Linked DNA regions of Mus musculus: region 1 is linked to region 2. The links are chromatin contacts, called in public HiChIP or PLAC-seq maps. All regions are on one chromosome and are shown on one strand. The core of a region is the stretch at or near the end of the contact, and the rest is flanking DNA. Distances in the headings are between cores, read along the strand shown.

The links. HiChIP or PLAC-seq counts read pairs in DNA pulled down with a chosen protein or histone mark.
Region 1: an HNF4G HiChIP or PLAC-seq map of pancreatic cancer cells shows a contact between it and region 2. The contact joins two enhancer-like sites. A contact is called at or near these places in 2 of 15 datasets of contacts at CTCF or cohesin (large pre-B cells and pro-B cells), 3 of 484 Hi-C or Micro-C datasets (embryonic fibroblasts, muscle stem cells and olfactory sensory neurons), 11 of 115 datasets of contacts at active chromatin or transcription factors (bone marrow-derived macrophages, embryonic midbrain, heart atrium and 7 more) and 1 of 9 other capture datasets (embryonic stem cells).

The regions. Positions count from the first base shown.
Region 1 is chr4:97,972,189-97,978,788 of GRCm38.p6, forward strand. The region is part of intron 3 of Nfia (nuclear factor I/A); the gene reads left to right. Among named protein-coding and RNA genes, the nearest start is that of Gm40208, 38 kb to the left of the region's middle. Within about 2 kb of position 2,058, at least 26 of the 459 cell types and tissues checked have an H3K27ac peak or open chromatin away from gene starts, as enhancers often do. A contact at or near this core is called in embryonic fibroblasts, heart atrium, muscle stem cells and 1 more, where this site is marked.
Region 2 is chr4:97,754,223-97,761,616 of GRCm38.p6, forward strand. It overlaps Gm38709 (a long non-coding RNA gene), which reads right to left. Exons shown (of 5, transcript XR_003955232.1): 4 at 1,552-7,394; 5 at 1-583. It also overlaps a transcript of Nfia not described here. Among named protein-coding and RNA genes, the nearest start is that of Gm38709, 20 kb to the right of the region's middle. Within about 2 kb of position 3,494, at least 230 of the 459 cell types and tissues checked have an H3K27ac peak or open chromatin away from gene starts, as enhancers often do. A contact at or near this core is called in embryonic fibroblasts, heart atrium, muscle stem cells and 1 more, where this site is marked.

The sequences.
Region 1 (6,600 bases), core at 808-3,307, 220 kb after region 2:
ATCAGCCCCATCATTGCAAACCACTGATCCATAGCTTACATTACTTAAACCACTGGTTCCTAAACAGAAAAATAGCTCCATTACCTACATGGAATGGAGATAGGCTGACTGGAAAATCCTTTCACAAAGAAGACTGATCACAGAGCTCATGAGCTCCTTTGGGAACAGCCCTTTCTTGGATATAAATGCTGCAGTAGTAGTACCTGGGTTTCTTCTTTTAACTCTACATAAATCTTTTATTAAAGACACATACGTGGGTGCCACTGAGCTGTTTTGGATGTAGATTGAGTCTTTAAGAGCCATCCTTTCCCCACAGGCAGTGGGCAGATATAGACCTAATAATAATGCAGGGGAAATACACTAATTCAGGGGAGACAGACAAGATGCTCTGAGGATGCAGAAGGTAAAGTGCTTCAGCTCAGACTTCAGATACAGAAAAGTGAGAGTTCAGTGACCTAGAAGGAGGTGGAGGAGCCAAGAGAAAGAATCATGTTTCACATTAATAAAATAGCACCACTGAGGTCTGGAAGTTCATGATAATGAGTTGTGCAGAGGAGACCAAGCCCAGTCTAAGAAGGCATGGCGGCCATAGGACAGGGCTCATGTTTTTGTCTTGTCTCCTGAGTGTCTGCTTGCAGCACAGCTAGTCTCAGGTGGATGGACTCGAACCCATTTGTGCCCCAGTTATAGCCTCTTCTTGTCATTCAGTCACAACATTGGTAGAAAGGGCCTTAGATCAGGAGTCTGAAACCTGGCCTTCATGCCTGGGTCAGCCACATCTAGCTATGATACTGGGGAAGCAAATTGTCTTTTCTAATCCATGGTGACTCTTCCATAGTTGTAGACAGAAAAACGGTGCCAATCACATAGCTGTCAAGCATTCTAAATTTAATAACACCAAAAAAAGTTTCCAGCATATAGCTAGTGCTTAAAAACAATAAATAATTACAAAAAAAGAGAAGAAGAAACAGCTGGGGCTTTGGAGATGCCTTATTCCATACTTAAGCATGGGGAACTCAGGTTGCACCCCAAGCTCCCACCTAAAGGACAGGTTTAATGATGCATGACTGTAGCTCCAGCGCTCTAGTCTCTGGAAGCTACTGAACAGCTGCTCTAACCAAATTAGTGAGCTCCAGGAATGGTGAGAGCATGTGTCTCCAAAAATAAGGTGAACAGTCATGCATGTGAGCCTGTGTGCATACATATACCATGCGCATATACATGTACATACATGCAAATGGACATATTTTGATACCTAAGTACCATCTGAAATAAATTAATTTTAATTATTGACTTGAAGGTTCTTTTTGCCATCTCTCGAAGATAATTTTTAATCCCTGGAGCCTACCAGATGGAAGGAGAGAACCAGTTTGCCAAAGTTGTCCTCTGACCTCCACAAGTGCACCATACCATGCACCCCTGTGCTCTCCTGGACACATGTATAACTAAATGTAATAATAAAGTGACGTAATTATCCATCCTGTTGTTAGGATGGCAGAGCACTCTGCACTGCTTAGCATTTGCTCCATGGCAGCCAGTAAGCTTGTAGAAGCTCACAGGCAGTGGTTCTTTTTGACTTAGTGTAGCTGCTAAAGCCTCTCTCAATTGTTGATGCTATAAAAACTAAAGAGTCTAATGTTTCCTCAAGTCACTGTAGTGACAGTGACAGTGGTCTTGATCTTCACACTGGTTCATATTTTTACCTCCCTTTCCCATCTTTTGAACTTTCTTTTGATGTTTGTGAAGACTCACATGTCTGAAAACTTAGTCTATCTTCAAATATGAGACAAGAATGTTAACCAATGTTTGCCAAAAAAAAAAAAGTCACTACCTCTTTAAATTTTTTACTTAATTTAATCTCGGTGCCTCTAAAAGAAAAGCTTTCACTTAAAGTCCAGCCTTTCAGAAAAGCATTCTTGTTCATGGGAAATCTTAATGGAGAAAACTGTAGATAATGAATTTAAGGAAAATATCTGGCAACACAGGCTTATGCAAGTCTGAAGTGCCTGGTGAAATCTCAGACAGTCCAAATGGAAAATTACTCAGCCTGTTTCCTCAAGATAGACTTGTTTGTACAGCGACTCAAAGTTTAGGTGGCAGAACGGTAGATACACATGCTGTTCTTATGAGCTGTGTTTTTAACCTCCTCTTAGTTTGGAACGTAAGCTGGTTAATGTCTTCATTTGTGCTTCCTGGATTATGAGAATGGTGCAGTTCTATTGGACTCAGAAAGTCGAGAGCCTCCCCGAAGAATCTCTCTTACCCCTTAGACTTTAAGTATTGCCTCATAGGAAGAGTGCTCTTAAAGAAAATATTGAGTCTCGTCCTTTTAAGATCAAAGCTTTCAAACATTTTAGGATTCCCATGTAGCTCCAAACTGAGCAGAGTACACATCAGGTCTCTGAGGCTGCAAAACCCTCTGGTCTGAAGAAGCAAAAAGCAAATGAATTAAGAATAGGAGTTCATACATTGCAGGGAGGCTGCGGATATAGCTCAGTGGAAGAGTGCTTACTTAAATGTTTTTGGTCTTGGGCTCAGTCTCCAGCAACACACACACACGTGCATGTGGGCACATACACACATGCACACACCTACCTACCTACCTTTATTTCCACAGTTGTGAACCCACTTACTGATGAGATACAATTCATCCTTAAGACCATATTTTATATACTGTGGACAATAGCCATAATATATACAATTTATGTTGTACTTTTGGTTTCCCCTGAGTATAACAAGTTAATATTCAAACATGCTACTTAAAATAGATAAGATTTATATTGTAATTTTGTGTTCTTCTGAGGATAACAAGTTGATATTTAAACATACTACATCACTTATGTGTAAGAATTAACCGTATGTAATTTTTTAAAATTGACACAAGTCTGAAAGTTTTAAGAACATGGCCATTTACAAATTAGATTCCAAAAGTACTCATTGATTAATAAGAATAATAGAAAATGCCTTAAAACTTGACCATTTCTGAATGTATACTGTCAGAGAGTCATTGAATCCATTAAGACTATTTTGTATAATGAGCAATCCAGTGCTTTCTCATGAAGGTGTATTACTAAAATAGCTTTTCTAATCAATCTTACATACACACAGAAGATAGAACACATACAATATATATGTATATACATATATCTTGCATATTCTAAATATATGTATATGCTCCAATCTTCACTTTTGCAAAGATCAGTGGCTCACAAATCTATGTAGAGTAAAATGGGAAACGAGGTAAAACAAAAATTGACAAACTAATTTAAGTAGATGAGTAAAATCAGAGAAGGCGCTGGAACAAAAACCTCTGCTATGTAGTACATGATTAATTACATTAAGCTATACGTTTGGTTCTGAATTTCCTGGCAGCCAAAGGAAAAAGAGAAACATACATGATTAATTATGTGCTTCTATTACCCGTGAGAAAATAAACACCAGTACATCAGGGACGGAAGCTTTCGCTGGCACTCCATTCCAGTACGAATTTCTCATGGGACTCTGGCACAAAGACACTGAGGGCTATAGGAGCAGTCCATGCTTCTGCGGTAGATGCAGGAGTCTGGGTGAGGGTGCTTCTCTTGAGGCCTACAAACTGGGCACTCAGAAACAAATGAGATCAACTCACTACCCGTGATCCTGGGCAAATCACAAAAATATCTTGCTTCTAATCCATCAAGTAACTTATAAAATTAGCAAAGGTATATGGGCCTCATTGGGGGGGTGCCATAGTCTTCAGAGATTCTAAATATTTCTTAGAGCTAGATCTTAAAGTCAGCACCTGCTTCTTTAAGAAGGGCTACTTCCTAGGAACTGAATCCGTGCTGGCCTCATCTGCTCGCAACAAGTGCTCCGTAAAGACTTAAAGACTCTTACCAGGGCCGGACAGGCCTGTGTCCCATGACTGCTTGAAGCCTGTTACAGAATTCCCTCTGGAATCTTCAAGTTGCTTGAGGACCCCTCCATCAGAGGAGGATGCCTACTGTCCACAAGAAGATGAGATTTAGAAGGCAGAGCCTTTCGAGAGTGGGGGGGGGGATACTGTTTTAATCCCCCACCCCCAAATAAGTGACATCAGAGCTTCATCTGCAGGCAGCTTTTGGTTAGTTGGTTGGTTTGTTGTTGTTGTTGATGTTGTTGTTTTGAGACAGGGTCTCCCCATGTAACTCTGGCTGTTCTGGAACTTACCCTGTAGACCTGGCTGACCTCAAACTCACAGAGATAGAGGCATGTGTAACGATGCTCAGCTGAGCTTTGGGGTCTTGAAGGAGAGCAGAAGCCTAGACATTATCCTCACCAGGTCTTTCCAAAGGTACTAACATGTGCTTGGGAAGCTGGCTCTCAGCCACTGTTGACCTGGGGACCTTTCTTTCCTTTGAGTCTCATTAGCATTCCTCTGAGGAAGGACTTTTCTCACACGTGGCATAACTTGGATGCATTATAGCTGCTTAGAACTAAAAAATGGTTTTGATGTAGGAGGAAGGACAACAATGATGATAAGGTGGGGAAGTGTGTGTTTGACAATTGCAGTATACCTATGCAATGAGTAGAGGCATTCATTTGCCCTCATCACGTAAGGCAGAGGAGTGCGGTCCGGCACCTGAATCCTCACCCAGTCCCATATGCTCTCAATAAATACCCTAGGAAAAAACTTTCCTCGTAGCAGAGGCCATATGGAATAATGATGTCGACAAATTGGTGAGCTATTTCTTATGTGACACTGTTAGGCACAGTAGTATGAAGAGCATTGAGTTCTCCAAATGCTTAATTTATAGCTACAGCTATTATTTCAGTGTACAGCGTCAGATTTATTTCATCAGAGAGAGCAATTGGGAGGCTCCAGGACAGGGACTAAGTGGGAATCGGCAGCAATGCCGGGTGAAAGTGTTGTTTCTAAGAATCTTGTTTGTATGGAAACCCCCTTTGACTAATGACAGAAAAGAAAACATGTGGTGTGCCTTGAGTAAGGCAGTCCTTGACAGGATGTTTGAGTTTTTGTGTTTAGTCTTCCCCCATAGTAACAATTATAATGGATGCATCAAAAACTAAAGCCTGCAGACCTTGTGACCCGTCTTGTAATCAGTGCAAGTCGGTTTAGGGCAGGGAAGCCCAGCTGCATATTAGTTTTATTAGCTGTTCCCAAACATTTTATTGCGAGATTGTGGGGGAAAGCATCAACATTCTTAACTTTCCAATATGTTTCCTATTCAATATGTATTTTACTTGGGGAGTATAACTAAGCAATATGTTTATAATTTCTTTGTTTTTAATTCATCAAAATACTGCCTTTTGGGAAAATGATTTCAGCATAGGGGAAGATCTCTTGTTCTAACAACCTGTTCGTCAAAAGAAGTATGTCTTTCCTGCTCCTTCCAAGGCATATAAAACTACAGTGCCTTTAAAGGTTCAAATCTTCACTCTTCATTTGTTTTTAATGATATTGAAATTATTTTTCCCTATTCTGATGGTTATATTTTATACTATTAACTGAATAGCTAAATGAGCTGTGTCTGGCTTTTATCTCTCATAATCATTTCTTTTATTGATGAAGAAACTGAGGCCCAGAAAGATTAAACACCTTACACAGTCCAAATGGCTTCTAAGTGGTAGAAACTTTGAGCAGACATTCCTTAAACACCTGTTTTGTGCACATAGCTTTCTAGCTTTACAGGATTTTCTTAAACTCTGCCCTTTATAGAACATACATTCTAGTTGCTTGATACAGAAGATTAAATCACAAATACAAAAGAGCAAGTAGTGATCAATTCTGTAGAGAAAAATTGCAAAAGAAAGAACAGCAGTGTGACTAGGGTTTCTGTTCAAAAGAATCAGGTATCAATGTCTCTCTCAGAAGTTGATATTTTAACAAAATCCTGAAGGCATTGATGGAGTGGGGCTGGCTGATGTCTGAGGGAAGACTAGTGCAGGACTAAAGGTAGAAACAGAGGAGGAGGAGGAGGAGGAGGAGGAGGAGGAGAAAGAGGGGGAGGAGAAAAAGGGGGAGGAGAAAGAGGAGGAAGAGAAGAAAGAGGAGGAGGAGAAAGAAGAAGAGGAGAAGAAAAAGGAAGAGGAGAAAGAGGAGGAGGAAGAGAAAGAGGAGGAGAAGAAAAGGAAGGAAGAGAAAGAGGAGGGGGAAGAGAAAGAGGAGGAGAAGAAAAAGAAGGAGGAGAAAGAGGAGGAGGAAGAGGAAGAAGAGGAGAAGAAAAGAAGGAGGAGAAAGAGGACGAGGAAGAGGTGGGTGAGCCAGGAAATGGGAACCTAGTGGGTCAGCTCAGACTAAAGCAGGATCCAAAGGGCTTGGAAGATTTGTGGAATCCTATTGTCGAACACGAGCCCCCAGCTTCCAAGTCAGAAGTGCCATCATTGCTGTGAATGTTCCAAGAATCTCGGGTTACACCATAGAAACTGATATGAGACCAGCTTGTACCCTCAATGGCACAGATGCCATTTGCAGGATTTGAACCTAGAAGAAACAGGCTTTCTTGCTGCTAGAAATAGACTGTGGCGATAGAGCATCAACTTTCAATTTTATCTCTGTGCTGTGTTTATTTGACAAAAGCATAGGGGCTATATGAGCAAATGTGTAGTATATGTAATGTC
Region 2 (7,394 bases), core at 2,244-4,743:
GTTCCTGGAGTTGAGGAGACAGAAAGGTTAGGATTCAGGCCTCTCAAAAATCTCTAACAGGAAAAGAAGTAGCGCCAGGGAGCGCCTTTCCAAGTGCAGCTGTGCTTAACAGTTGATCTTCCTTTCAGGACAATTCCTAAAAGGCACTCAGTGAGCTTCAGCTTCCAGAGGATCAAGGGCTGGTCAGCAGTAGCTCTCCCTCCTTCCCCTAGCATTGCTCCAGATCTCAGCGGTCCAAGGCAACGTCCAGATCAGCTCCTGGGTCAGACAGAGGGCGGCGCCTAGCTGCCACCTCCTTCAGAAGCGGAGTGGGCGGTCATGACCTTGGCCTTAGCTTCTGTGCCTCCAGCTCCTTGCCTGGAGACGCCGCTAGCTCTTCTCTGGGTCTAAAGTGGGACATTCCCGTGTTCCGGATGGGTGAGGATGAGAGTGAGAGGCAGAACTGAATTTATACTCAAATTCTCCTTGAAGTTCTCCTCGGAATCTGTGAAAACCCGCAGCATCACAAAATCCCCACAAGGATGCTCTGAGGCTGAAGCTGAGCAATTTCCATTCACCGGGCAGCAGCGTCTGGTGTCAGGTCCTTAGGAATGAGGAAAATGGGTTTCTCACGTTGAATTCCCAAAAACCTACACTTAAAGTACAAGTATACTAGATTTCCTTACTAAAACTTATAGCTTCTTTAAGGGAAGAGTTGTGCTTCTGTGATAATGATGGGAAGTCCTGGGCTGCTCAAACAACAGGCCCAAAGGGCCAGAAGCAGGGCAAGCAGGCACGGTCTACTCTGTAGTTTTATTCATTTGTTTTGGAAACATTGTTAATGAGATTGACCAAGTGGAATTGTGGGCTCATGCTAGCAAGTTGGAAGGCATCATTTTTTTTTTCTCTCCAGACCCTTTCTGACTAAAAGGGAACTTAACCCTGGAGCATAAACTCCTGCAACTTTGAAGTCCTAGGGTCATCCATTCCATTTGGGGAGTTCTAGGCCTACCAGACCTAGGCTGTCACACACAGTCCCTGCTAAAGTAGTTAATGCACTGGGGCTTCGAAGTGCACAGGCAGAAAAAAGTGGGGCATTACTTTCCAACAAGGGTGACCTAAGCCTGCCAGTGCCTACCTTGTTCTGGAAACACCTAATCCCCACTTCCTCTATAAAGCTTAAAAGCAGCTTGCCTGCAATCCCAAACTGCAAACACAAGCACAATTGGCCCCTGAAGCATTCCGTTCCTGTGACCCTTCCCAAAGCCTTGCTCAAGGATGCACTCTGGGGATCCTTTAAAGGAGAGAGAAATTCAGGCTTTCCTCTTTTCCTTTAAACCAATAATGGCACAAAGGAGCACGTCAGGGATTTGGGTTTGCTTTGGCTTCATAATTCAGTGACAGAGATTGGGCCTAAGCTTGTAACAAGCGGTGCAGGAAAGAAAGCATCACAATAGGAAAAGCAGGAATTGGAGCTTTAGCAAGGTCTCTCCCAAGAAAACCTCGACTTCCTCCTATCTGGGCAGTGAGCATCTCCTGGACATATAGATAAAGTCAATATTGAATATTTACCTTGATCTGGTGAAGTAGGAAACTCTCCAGCTCATATGGTATTTGAGTTTTTGAGGAATATTCTGGCCTACTCTTAAAAATAATAAAGACTGCCGAGCTCCTCACCTTATGCTGACATCATAAAAAAAGATAGATTAACTGCTTAGGTGCCTTATTTGAAACCCAAGGGTCCTGCAAAGATCCAGCCATTCTGACCATTGCTTGTTCTATGTATACAGTAGTGTGTTAATAACCTCCAACATGCATGTACTTGTTTCTTACCCCTGCCTTGTGGGCTAAGCACTTTCATGAGATAACTCATTTTATTATAGCACCTCAGTGAATTGGTTGATGATATATCGCTACTGCTTCTATGAATTAGTTGCAGATAAATCCCTACTACAGAAATGCAGGAAACTGAGGCAAAACTAAACTATGTAATCTACCTGGGATTACTCAACTAACACACATCAACACTAGTAAAGGGTTTGGCCGTAGCCTTCACTACATCCAACAACAATCCTTGCATGCAACCCTGCTCTCCCTGAAGTTGTTTTCTGAAATAGTAGGCAGGGTGTAATTAATCCCATTAATTTGGCCAATCTAAACAGCCAACCTGGCACAAGAGTACTGCCCACTAAAACACTACACACTCTGAATTATCCAAGTAACTCTGTACATCCTATATATAGATTATTAATAAACAAAACTGAAATTTTCCACTCTACAAATCCTTTTGGATGATCTAGATAGTCTTTCTCAAAACAGAGAGCCATAGGACATGAGCATTCTCAAAGTACATTCATTCTGTGCTAGACACACTCAGAGCTAGTTCTCCACATTAAGAATTGAGACCCACTAGACACTTTAACTACCATCCTTTCTGCACAGAGACCACCTGAAGAATGTGTCCTCTCTCTTTAATAAACCTCACCACCTAGATGGAGCCCTGAAGTCACTGTGCAAAGAAAGATTATTTCCCTTCTGCATTTTTACAGAAGAGAAAAGAGAGGCCTTGGAAAGGGGAGACTTGTTCAGACCCAGACTTACACAGCATCCAGGACTTTGCTTCAGCTCACTGGGTTAGTCTTATGCCCACAAAGCTCATGCCCCTGAGACTAAAACACACTTTGAAAACAAAGTTTTAACAACTCCTCCTCCTCCTCCTCCTCCTCCTCCTCCTCCTCCTCCTCCTCCTCCTCCTCCTCCTCTTCCTTCTGTATCCAGATTATCTGTAAAAGAAAGTCTTACTGCTTTCTCCATTTCATATGTGTTCCTAGAATGTCTTCACCAGATGTTCACCCAGGAACTTTCCATTGCATTCTTCAACACTCAACTGCACTGAGAAACATCATTTTAGGTCTGACCTCAGTTAATGATACTCTTTTTTTCTTCTTTCTGCTTAAAAAAAAAAGAAAAGAAAAGAAGAGAGAGAGAGAGAGAGAGAGAGAGAGAGAGAAGTCTTACTCTGCCTACAGAAGAGCCAGTCTTTACAGACTGTTCCTTAACGCTGGATCCCCTCACATGATAGCTTTGTTCGGACCTTATTTTGCGCCAACTTGCATTATACGTCACTTGCCCACGCTGCAAACGATGAGGGTACTGGACTGGAGTGACAGGTTCTTTCGATTTTTTTCCCCTATATGCAAAGCTGAATCCTTCCACTTGATCCTGGCGCGCACGCGCGAGAGCACACACACACACACACACACACACACACACACACACACACACACACACACACACGTGTACTGTGCATGTGTGAGCGCCTATGGATCTGGGTGCGCGCACTTGTGATTTAAAGTGGCACAACGGAGGGTTGGACTGAAGCAGCAGTGAGTTATTTTGTGTGATAAATCAGCTTTATTGTCTCCAAGTCATACTTCCATTATTCACTGGAGCTGGACGGCGGCGGCGGACGTGCACTGCGGCAGAGCGCCCTGCAGCCCTGACTCCCGGCCACTGCGGCGGCGGAGCGGGGCGTGAGCTGCGATTGATTTTTCCAGATCGCGTCTCCTTCAGCATGGCTCGCCAAAGGGAATCCAGTTGACTGCGGGAGCTTTGCAGGATGCATGTGGATTGGGTTTAGTACCTGCACTTTAATTTTTTTTTTCTTTTGGGGGAGGAGCCGAGTTGTCGGTACTGGAAGGGAGATTTACTTTTTCCGTCTTAATTTTCTTTTACTCCCTTAAAGAAAGAAATAAAAGGAGAAAGAAAATGGCCACCAGGCCTTCTGAGTCCTGGGAAGGCCAAACCTTTGCAGACCAAAAGACCGTGCTGAGTAGGTGTGCCCCTCTTCCCCTCTCGCTGCCTTCTTGGCAGCTCAGTCGCGGAGAGAACCGGGCTTCCGCACTTGTGCGGAGCGTTTGTCCTCATTCGATTTATTCTGGCAAGTAGTTGCCATTTTTTCCCCTTTAGGAGTGATCCTTCTGTCTGGCTTTTGAAATAAAAATGTGCCCAGAATAGGCTTCGTCTGACTTCTGCTTAACAACCACTAGATGCGGAGAAGCGCGCTGAGGCAAACTCCTCACCAGATCTGGGGACAGCACTTAGTGGAGCAAGAGTGAGAGGGCTAATTAACTAATTACTAGCTGTGTCCTGAGGGCTGTGAATTCTTAAGCACATCCATTTAGAACACTGCTTTCACTTACTATTCCCCGATGTTCTCAACAGCCAAGCACAGGGTCACCCCAGCCTGATCATTTACATTTTAAAAGTGGGATCCCAACCACTTGGGGGACAGCTTTGACTCCCTATTTTAGATTCAGGACAAAACCTGCGTGGATTTTTCAGGCATGAGAAAAACGTTTCCAGTCCTGCAGAGTTACCCTTAATGTCCTGACTGGAGGTTTCTGCCACTTTTCCTGAAGCTACCTCCGGAGCAATGTCATTTGTCAAATTGGGAAGATAATTGTAGTGTGGATGTGTAGATGTGTAAGTAATGTCACGGATTGTATAATAACAACTTAAGCAACATGTCTCTGTTTAGACTGATGGAATTTTCCTGAAGTTTGTTTGTAGTTTGAAAGGGTTTAAGTGCCATGCAGACTACAAATGAGCGGCTTTGCACTGAGGAAGCCTGTCTGACCCAGCACTCTCTCTGGCACTGGCTCTCCAGGCCCACCTTAACATGCAGCCCCAACACATAGGTATAGAGGCTTAGAAATCTTGTTTTCCCTCACAGTGAGAGGAGACCCTGGGAAAGAGGAGGCCAAGCTGATGGCTCTCATTTACTTGACAAAGTCAGTTGGATTTCTCGGTAGCTAATACCTCTGTTTAAGGGGACTTGGGAAGGCAAATGAAACAATTCAACTGGTACTCAAGTCAAATACACAAGGGAACGGGAACGTGTGCTGGGGGGAGGTCTGAATATATAAAGAGTGTTAATAATCATTTTACAAAGCTATGCCCAGTAGAGCAATCTCTTCATTACAACCAAAATAGAGCTTTCTAACAAACAGCATGGTGGAAATAATACACATGAGTCTAATGATAATAAAAGAAATAACTATCAATTTTACTTACTAACATTTAAAACAGACAGTTATGTTTGGATCATGGCCTACGATAGATGGGCAGTGCACAATTCCCATGCTTCTGTGATCTGGAGAGACATGGGCATTTTAATTCTGGCATAAGAGGAGACACATACAAAGTTAACATCTAGGATCACAGAAAGCAATCCATCTAGACACTCAAGAAAGAAAGCCCTGTGGTCCAGGGCAGCTGCACCTCTATTATGTCTTCTCTGAAAGTCCCAGATTCCAAGGCTCCAGGCTGTATAGACTCTAACTTACAGCTCTGTGTTCCATACACACAAAATCGAATAAGAACACACAAGAAGAAAAGGCACAGGCACCAGAGAAGCCTTCAGTTTGTAAACGCTGCCCTGAAATGAAGTCAAACCTAGGGCTTTTACACTGTGTAGAAACAATTCACTACTATGAAGTTCCTAGCTAACCAGAAAATCTAGCTTTAAAAAAGTTTTTAAGGAGAAAAAGACACCCCCCCCAAAAAAAAAAACCCAACAACCTTTCTTACTGTGGAACAAGTCTAGCAAGAGTCACAGTGCACTGCTACTTGAAAGCTTTTGGTTAGGGAAAATGAGTGCACAGTTTCATGAGGTTAATAAACACTAGCCTGGAAATTAGAGTGTTTCTCGGTTGTTTTTATTTTTAAAGTAATATTTAAAAAAATTGTGCTCAGAAAGTCCTCCAATTTATCTTATGGGGACTGTTCTAACCACCAGTGAAATGTTTTCTAATTTTCAACATAGGTTCCAATTCCTATGTCAGACTTTGACTGTGAGAAAGAAAGGAGGCTACTACCATTGAACTTGCCATATACACTGAGGCAACTTATAGAACTGTGGCTATGGAGGGACATTTATCAAAGAAAAGTTTTGAGCACATTGAAATGACTAGAATGCTCTCATAACAACATCAAATCAATAAAGGCAACTGTAAAACTATAGGTCCTGGTTGGCTTTGAAAGAAAAAAAAATAAGGAAAAGGAGAATGAATTTCATAAACTCTTCAATACTTCTCCAATTAAAAACACCTAGCTTAGGAATCAATAGGTACCTCTGTAAATGTTATCTACTAAGAAAAACTTTATTCTGGACAAGCTACAAAAACTGCAAAAGCCCCAGGCAATAGTCTAAATGACACTTGATATTACAATATGCTTTGATTACTGAGAAGCTAAACATTTTAGAATGCTAGGAAAATTATAACATACTCTACAACATACACATTACATTTTCTATATTGTTCAGTAAGAGTTTCAACAGAGTATCACTAATAAAGTATTAGAAATGAAGAAAGAGTGGGGGAGGCATGTAACTAACAATTTGGAGCAATGTTATTTATATGTGTTCATGATCTAGAGAGGGTTACTCTGCTAGTAGCCTTGTGGTTGATAACATAACCCAACACCACCTGCCTCAAATTGTTTACTGTACGAATGAAGGTCACGCCTTCATTCCTGTCTGAATCCCCAAACCCTAATGTAACATTTGGCATATCAAGGACATTCAGTAAACATTTCCAAACTTGAGTTTATTTGATAGTTGTCTGCTGTAAAAAAAAAAATAATAATAATAGTGAATGTAAATTTTGGTAGTGGTCAGGACCAGTAGAAATGATTCCACAGTGGGTCAGCTAAGAACATTTTGTTTCTAGGACAGGAGAGATGGCTCAGCAGTTCAGAGTACTAGCTGGTCTTCCAGAGGACCTGGGTTTGATTCCTAGTATCCACATGGTGCTTCATGACCATCTCTAACTCCAGTCCCAAGGGATCCAATACTCTCTTCTGGCTTCTATTAGGCACCAGAAGCCCACATGGTGCTCAGCTACAAATGCAGGCAAAACACCCACATACATAAGAGAAATAAATGTTTATGGTGGCTGTCTCATAACAAGGTAAAAATGCCTTTGATAAATTGTCAATAGTAGATACCCTAGGATGACTAGCAAATGAATAGGAATATTATTAAAATCAGAAGCACACACCACCTCTTAGCTTCTATCAAAATCTACTCCCTTTTTCACTATACAGTTAATGCACATACCAAGCACATGAAAAACTTGAACTTTTCAAGTCTTACTCGGGCTTGCAGCAAAGCAGCCGTTGCAAATGTGCTGGTCACACTAAGGCCTCTTTGTAACTGGCTTTCCTCGTTCCCTTTTGATTTTCTTTCCTTGGTAAACACAAAGCAAATGCTATGCCAAATAACAAAATGTTCTGAAGGTAAATGCTGTCCTTTCCAGCCTCATTTCACTGATTAGATGAATCCTAATATCTGCAATACAGCAAGGACTTCTGAATGCTAAAACCTGGAGTATTTCCTCCAAAATAACTCA